Regions from separate parts of the Sus scrofa genome. Here region 2 is linked to region 1. The links are chromatin contacts, called in public Hi-C maps. All regions are on one chromosome and are shown on one strand. Each heading gives the region's core, a stretch centred on a gene start, on an enhancer-like site or on the middle of the called end of the contact. The rest is flanking DNA. Distances are from core to core; before and after follow the strand shown. Region 1 overlaps PCSK5 (proprotein convertase subtilisin/kexin type 5). Region 2 overlaps PRUNE2 (protein prune homolog 2).

Evidence for each region. Hi-C and Micro-C count contacts between places; a contact is called where the count stands out from the background.
Region 2: a Hi-C map of alveolar macrophages shows a contact between it and region 1, with 1.9 times the contacts expected there. The contact joins two enhancer-like sites. A contact is called at or near these places in 3 of 47 Hi-C or Micro-C datasets (alveolar macrophages, embryonic fibroblasts and omental adipose tissue).

The regions. Positions count from the first base shown.
Region 1 is chr1:229,266,827-229,271,001 of Sscrofa11.1, forward strand. PCSK5 (proprotein convertase subtilisin/kexin type 5) reads left to right here. Exons shown (of 37, transcript XM_021065005.1): 28 at 2,657-2,740. Among named protein-coding and RNA genes, the nearest start is that of RFK, 68 kb to the right of the region's middle. Within about 2 kb of position 1,820, at least 1 of the 83 cell types and tissues checked has an H3K27ac peak or open chromatin away from gene starts, as enhancers often do. A contact at or near this core is called in alveolar macrophages, where this site is marked.
Region 2 is chr1:229,652,894-229,657,068 of Sscrofa11.1, forward strand. The region is part of intron 15 of PRUNE2 (protein prune homolog 2); the gene reads right to left. Among named protein-coding and RNA genes, the nearest start is that of PRUNE2, 190 kb to the right of the region's middle. Within about 2 kb of position 1,793, at least 9 of the 83 cell types and tissues checked have an H3K27ac peak or open chromatin away from gene starts, as enhancers often do. A contact at or near this core is called in alveolar macrophages, where this site is marked.

The DNA.
Region 1 (4,175 bases), core at 570-3,069:
ATAAAGTTATATAAAATGGGTTGAGGAGTTCCCGTCGTGGCGCAGTGGTTAACGAATCCGACTAGGAACCATGAGGTTGCAGGTTCGATCCCTGCCCTTGCTCAGTGAGTTGAGGATCCCGTGTTGTTGTGGCTCTGGCGTAGGCCGGTGGCTACAGCTCCGATTAGACCCCTAGCCTGGGAACCTCCATATGCCACAGGTGTGGTCCAAGAAATGGCAAAAAGACAAAAAAAAAAAAAGTGTTGAGAGACTTCATGGTATATGCCCTTTCTACATTTTGAGCCATGTGTGAGAGTATTGCTTATTTAAGTTAAAGAAATTTTAAATAAGAACAACACCAATTTTTTTGTTTTTTTATGGCTGAGTTACAGTCATTTTTGAAGGATGACACTCCATTTTCTTAGTTAAGGTGAGGTTTTTGGAGAGGTGGGGGCAGGGGAAATCCTGTTCAGTCTAGAATTTCTGGGGTAGAAAAAAGAAAGACTATGATCAAGTCAAATTTTACTTGAGATTAAATCACTAATCCATGTTAAAAGAGCTCTGGCTGGAGATGACTATCCTTTGCCCAACCTGATTGCTAACTATGTGTACAGAGTACCCTCTAGTGGATACATGAGGACATTACAGACTTTTATACCTGGAATACTGGAGTAAAATATCAAATGGCCAGATTGTGAGACATATATACGTAATTATAAATGAACATATGTGTATAAATATATATTATATATTTTAAATGATAAAATTAATGAAGACTTTTTTTTAAATGTACATTTTAGCATAAAAATGATAAAATAAAAACAAGATCAACCCACAGCCTGGACATACAATATTAAAGACTTTCAAGGTGCTCAATATCTGATGAATGTTATTTTGTTATTATTCTTCGAATAACTGCTCTCAGCAAGTAAGCATTTTATCTTAGCTTAATTGAGACATACTATTATATAACATTGTATATGTTTACTATGTATAACAAGATAATTTGATATATATGTATAGTGTAAAATGATTACCACAATAAGGCTAGTTAATACATCCATCACCTCCGTACACACCACTTTTGTGAAAATCCTGGGACTAGCTTTGTTCTGCATTGGATGATTGAACTCTTAACAGATTCCCTCAGGGAGAATACATCAGGCAGGCAGTCTACTGGAAAACAAGTGCAAAATTTTCTCTTCAAACTAAGAAAAAACTGCCACTCAGCATGGCAGGATGGATAATCATTTATATCTATCTACCTGCCTACCTACCTATCTAGTTTTCTCTGTAGCAAGGCTCAGAAATTGATTAACTGTGAGTGTCATCAGAGAAACCAAGCAATGCCTCGTGGTACACTCCACATAAGGAACAGTAAAGAGAACAGGAAATAAAACAAAACCTCAGAAATAGGGTGGACTGGTAACAAATGAGGAAATTGAGAGAGAAAAGAAAGGAAGCAGAAGGAACTTCCATTTACTAACCCATGATGTGCACACTTTACAAACTTATTCCCACTTCACAAGAGTCCTTTAGGGGAAGAATCATTTGCTCTCATTTTTAGAGACATGGAAAGTAGGACTCTTGGAGTTTAATTACCTGGAAGTGGCACAGCAGGAATCTGAAGGCAGGTGTGACTAAAGAGCCAATTCTGCCACCCTGACTCTCAGGAGGAGAAGAAAGGAAATGAAAGGCAAGAGAGGAAGGGAGGAAGAAAGAAAAGGAGGGAGGGAGGAAGGAAGGAAGGAAGAAAGGCAGCAGGCAAATGGTAAGATGCAAACAATAATGACTGATTCAGCTTCACAGTCATTCATATGACACATTCTGACCTAGAACTTTTTCTAATATTCCCCTGTATGAGTAATGTTGGTTCCCAAGCAGCTACTGAAATTTAGTCAAGCTCTCTCCCTGTACTGACTGAAAGATGTCACTGAGGTTGTTATGTATGCCTATGAAACTGCCATGTGGAGTTGCTGATTTCCTGGATAAGCTTGCCCATCAAGTGGTGATGGGGAGGCAGAAGTGACACATCTTGAAGATTTTCTAGCTTAGTGGCATGGTAACCTAGAATGGCCTGCCTATCTTGGGAAATAAGAGATTACCTTGGAGTTTCCACTGTGGCACAGTGGGTTAAGGATCTGGTATTGCTGCAGCTGTGGCACAGGTCCCAGATGCAGCTCAGATTTAATCCCTGGCTTGGGAACTTCCATATGTCCTGGGTGTGGCCGAAAAAGCAAAAAGCAAAAAGCAAAAACAAAAACAAAAACAAAAACAAACCCAAAAAACCAGAGATTACCTTTGACTCAAAAATTCTTGCATGCATGCACACAACCACATACTCCCTCGCTCTCACACATTTTTAAAATATGAAAGAAGTAACATTTGACAGTTCAAATATCCCCTTAGTATTTAAGGCTATCCTTAATATTTCACTGGAAGTTTGCAAAGAAAATCTTGATAATCAATTGTCAATGAAGGAATAAGAATAATAAAATAAAACAAATGAAGCCCACGTGGTAGGTGATGGGTGGTGCCAACATTTAGCTAATGTCAAGTTGAAGGGTTCTATTTTGGGTGAAAAGGGAAATGAGTTTACCCATGAGACCTTTCCCAACATCATAGTGCTATGAGCCTGTTCAAAAGTGGTGGACTTCTTGCTTCTTTCCCTACACAGATCTTGTGAGAAGATACCAGCCTTGTCATTCTTCTTGTAGAACCTGCCATGGATCAGCAACCCAGTGTACTTCATGTCCAAAAGGTTAGCATGGTGTGTAGCAGGAGGAGGCAGTGGCCAGGCCAATTCACACACATTGACGTCTTTACGTAAGGGATTTGCAGGACTAGATCTAGCTCCATCACGTGTTTCTATCACAATTCTGGAGAAGCTCGGGGACCTGCACACTGACCTATAATAAAAATTGGCTTTCAAGAGACCAAAAGATAAAAGAAAATGTTTCCTATCCAAAGGGCACGATGAAATTATTGATTGATTTGGCCATGGAGTTTGTTAGGGTCTCTGGGTGCGTGACATTCCTAGAGATTACATTATTTTTTAAATTCACTAGTTGAAACAAGAGAACTTAGGTTGGAGTTCCCGTCGTGGCGCAGTGGGTTAACGAATCCGACTAGGAACCATGAGGTTGCAGGTTCGATCCCTGCCCTTGCTCAGTGGGTTAACGATCCGGCATTGCCGTGAGCTGTGGTGTAGGTTGCAGACGTGGCTCGGATCCCGAGTTGCTGTGGCCCTGGCGTAGGCCAGCAGCTACAGCTCCAATTTGACCCCTAGCCTGGGAACCTCCATATGCCGTGGGAGTGGCCCTAGAAAAGGCAAAGATGAAAAAGAGAACTTAAGGTAGAGAATCTACCCGGCATTTTTCTTGATTTCTGGTACTGAATTTAGGAGAGGAAAAAAAAGAAAAAAACACAACAATGTATCAGCCCAACAAATTAATTTATTTATCATCTAGAAAAACACAACATCAGAAATAACTTCCCTAATTTAGGGGGACAGTTTATTAGCATGATACATTAAGAATTAAGAATGTTATACTCCCATTAAAGCGGTGATTATGTTGGGATGTGCAATGTTAATAGTGAGATGAGATGCAAAAACAACAAAACTTAGAATGATAGGTGTGCCGTGGTTCTGCTCCAACAATATATAAAAGTCTACACACAAAAATTGATGGAATTTTCTTGGATTTTGCACTTCAGGGTGAAGTTTACATTCTTTCTTTCAATAATGATGTTATCTGATTTTTTTGCCATTCAAAATAAATTGATGGACCATCCATTAAAGATGAAGTTGGGTGGAAGGGTTGCTACTATGTTAGGGTCCTAACGGGAAAGACTTTGTGCTGCAGAAGAACAGACTCCATCAAGCTGTGTGTGTGTGGTGTGTGTGTGTGTGTGTGTAACAGCCTCACACCAGGACGACAGACAAATGTCTTAATAGACTGAGCACCTGGGCAAAGGGAAGCCCCGGGGTGACCTGTAGCAATTATCAGTAGGAAGGTCAAAGAAACAAGCCAAAAACCTCTTGGGTCCAGTTTTTCTAGTTTTAACTTATTTTGGAAGACTTTGCATCACTAATAGATATTTTGATAATCCTGAAATAATATACTTGGGTCTTTGGTGCAGTTAAAAAAGCTGTTGGGAGCATCTGTTCTCTGCGTGGACACGTATGCTATTAG
Region 2 (4,175 bases), core at 543-3,042, 390 kb after region 1:
TTTAGATGTGATCAATACTGAAATCAGCAGACTTCGAGTAAGGCAGATTCCCCTCTGGGATGTGAGTGGGCCTTGTTCAATCAATTAAAGGCCCTAAGACCAAAGTCTGAAGTTTCCTGAAAAAGAAGGACCTCTTCCCAAGCCTGCAACATAGAGACTCTGCCTGTTTCCAGCCTGCTGCCCTGTCTGACTCAAGAATGCAATAGCTCTTGCCTGAGTTTCTAGCCTGCTGGCTTGTCCTACAGAATTCAGATGTGCTAGCCTCAAAAACTGTATAAGCCAATGTCAGTTCCTTAAAACAACTTCTCCTTCCACCCTCCATCCCCCTTCCCTCCCTCATATGTGTATATTGCTCTGGTTGGTTCTATTTCTCTGAAAAAACACGGACCAACACATAATACCCCTTTGTCACATGACATTCTTGCAACTCTGCCTTCTTTGAAACAAACCTATACACGGTTCTTTAAGAAAAAACAAAGATCTGTGACCCCATAGGAAAGATCAGGCACAGGCATCACTGGGGACTTGGTGTGCAATCCTTAGCTGGTGGTCTACAGCTGGAAGATGACCAGGCTGCTGGCAAAAGCCTCTGTGAAGACTGATTCTAGGGAGTGAGAACACAGTGCTGAAGCAGACTGTTTACTCTCCCAGCACTCATACCAAGTTCTGTGAATAAGACTCACTAGGTAACAAGGCTTCTTTCTGATGCTCCTTCCGATGTTGAAAACACAGCTTACTGCCCTCAACACAGTGTGGGCATTGCGGGGGTGGGGGGGGCCTAGGTGATGTGACAGCAAGAAGTCAATGCAACTCATCTTGCATATACTATCAGCTTATTTTGAGAAGCAGGTTTTAATTTTCTTTTTTTCAAGGCAGTCTGGATTTTGGTCCTATGGTCAGATTATGCATCAGAAGATGACTCCAGGTTTTGGTTGGGAAACTATGGCTATCTTATCACCTTGCTTCTGTGATTACCTTCCTGTCTCCAGGATTTCCTTTATGTTACTCTCTCCAGTTAACTTGGCTGGCCTCTTATCTCCTTCTTTGTCTTTCCAGACTATGACTTTCCTTTCATGCCTATCTCGAATTGCATCTCTCAGGACCTCGGTATGACTTTTGAGAGGCTTAGACACACTTTTGCCTTCATGGGCTCTTTGCTTCACTTTAAAAAAAACCAAAACAAACCAAAACCCTAAAAATTTGTTTCATATCCACATTGATAGAAGGAAATATAATTCACACCAGAATATAATCCACACAGTAATATAATCATTTTTTTCTTTTGATTTTTAAAAGAAATTCAAAGCCTCTCAGGAGTCTCTTAAAGTGTCCTGGGCCCTGGGCACTCCTGGGTAATAAGCTCTTCCTGGTTCTTTCTCCATACAAGTGTCCTACATAGATGCCTTTCTGTTAACTTACTAGCATTAACACACATTCCAGACAGAGAGAGGCTTAAATTCAAACTCCCCAGCTTCTTCAATTTCTTTTTTTTTTTTTTTTTTTTTTGGTCTTTTTCCAGAGCTGCACCCACAGCATATGGAGGTTCCCAGGCTAAGGGTCTAATGGGAGCTGTTGCTACCGGCCTAGGCCAGAGCCATAGCAACGCCAGATCCGAGCCACATCTGCAACCTACATCACAGCTCACGGCAATGCCAGATCCTTAATCCACTCAGCAAGGCCAGGGATTGAATCCGCAACCTCATGGTTCCTAGATGGATTTGTTAATCACTGAGCCACAACAGGAACTCCTTTCACTTTCTAACTATAAACTAGATCAAGTGATTCACACTTTCTGAACATCAGTTTCCTCCCTTGTGTAATTCTTACCTCATACAGTTGGCATGGTAACATGAGCTCCTGTGTATACAGTTCAGTACCTGGTCCAGGGCAAATCCCTATAACTGGTAGCTATTTACTTATTTTTGGATTTTTAGGGCTGCACCTGCAGCATATGGAAGTTCCCAGGCTAGGGGTCCAATCAGAGCTATAGCTGCTGGCCACGGCCACAGCCATGCAGGATCTGAGCCGAGTTTGCAACCTATACCAGAGCTCACAGCAACGCTGGATCCCCGACCCACTGAAAGAGGCCAGGGATTGAACCCACATCCTCATGGTTACTAGTTGGATTCATTTCTGGTGAGCCACAACAGGAAATCCATAACTGGTAGCTATTTAAATGACATTGGTCATCAACTATTTTGATTTAAATTTCACACTATTATCTACCTTTTCACTATGTTTAAATCCTTTATTAAACTATAAACTCCTAGAGGGATGGGGGTAAGTTTTAAACCAGTGGGTCTCAAACTTTGCTGTGCCTCAGAATCCCCTAGAGGAGGAATATGACAGCTGGACCACACCCCAGGTTCTTGATCAGGAGGTATGAGGTGGGACAGGCAATGTACCTTTCTAGCAAATATCCAGGTGTTGATGAGGCCTGTTGGTTTTTGGGCCCCACCTAGAAAACTACTGTTTTAGATAGTAGTTAGATCCTCCCAAGATCCATCAGGAAGAAATCTTTCAGACATATTCAGAGTAAATTATTTATGCAAAGGTAATATAAATGCCAGGGGAAAATCTGTCCCCTCCCCAGCAGTGAGAAAATTTTCATTACTGCGGGAGCTGAGCAGAAAGGGATGAGCAAAGCAATCTCATTAAAAGCAAAGAGGCTAGTGGCACAATTGAACACAATCATCTGTTGGATTTCAGAGCCGTGTGCAAAATGCAGACAAGGAGCCAAATAATAGCTCAGCCAACTTGAGGCTGCCTGAATTCTGAGCTCAATCTATAACAATGCCAGCAGGGCTGCTGCGATCCATCTGCTACTCTCTTTCCGATAACGGATCTGAGGTCTCTCTGGAAGGAAATAGCTTGACAGGAAGAAAGAAAGATTAGACCAACTGAAAATGTCTGGATTTATGAAGCTGCACTCGAAGATGGTGTAGCTTTTAACTCTTTATGGCACTTTGCTAACCTTCATTATACTCCTGCTGTTCTTTCCGATTTCTGTTCCTTTCATGAAGAAATGTAATTTGTGAATGCCAAAGCTCTTCCGGGAACTTTCTATTTACAAATTAAGGTCAAGGGATTTAATACTGAAGGAAAGATTGAGATCCTCCAGCCCAACCCACTCATTTTATGGATGAGGAGACTTAAGCCAAGGCTTAATCCTAAAATATAAAACGGCAGTGGCAGAGCCAGGCTGGACTCAGCTGCTTTAATTTGCAGTGGGTCTGTGATATGTACAGTCCTTCAGGCTTTCAAAAGTGAGCAGGAAAGAGATATCATTTCTCCACTCTATTTTATGGGGGAAGCATGATTTTCCCCTTTCCTTAAGATACTTTTCACAATTTTCTGTTTTGTGACAGCAGGAGGCTTTATCAGGCCAAGGGAAGAGAAATGAACAAACCTAAACACTTTCAGCAGGCCTGGGAGATTGAGAATGGGGATTATATCCGTGGGCTACCTGGAATCTCAGCCCAGAGGAGATTCTCAAAAACCAAATGGTGAGCAAATAAATGAATGAATGAATGAATGACTGGTTTGATGGTCTTCGACCAATTCTTCAGCCACTGAAGACATGAATGTTTCACAGGAAGATTTTCAGCCTTGTGCAGTCTTCTTATGCTTTATTAGTAAGTTAGACACTTACATGAAACCATCACCACCTTCTCTGAATGACAGGCAGTGTGTCTGCTGGAAAAACATAGGCTTTGGAGGTAGAAAACTTTGAATCTCATAGTGCTTATTCTGGTTATTTAATGCCAGGCATGTTACAGAACCTTTCAGAGCCTCCCCTCCCCCCATCACTATATGTAAAATAAAGATAATGATATTTAACCTCTTGAGGGTTGCTGTGAGGATTAAATAAGCTAATGTGTGCAAACTGCCTTATACCGTGAACATATGTGAGTGCCCTCCACCCACTGGTTCCAACTGTCTGTTTAAGGGAAATATAGGTCTTGAGTAGGTGGAATAAGTATCAGGAGCATACGTGTAAAGACTCTGAATGGAAACTGAAGGTGTTTGGGCTGAAAATGTACACATATCATCATTACCATTATGGTTATCTAGCAGCTGCTTTTACTGATGATATGCTTTGCAGTAAATGTAAGCAAAGCTCCTATCATCTAGGTATTCTTCATATTCCATGTAATATTTACTCCATTACTCCA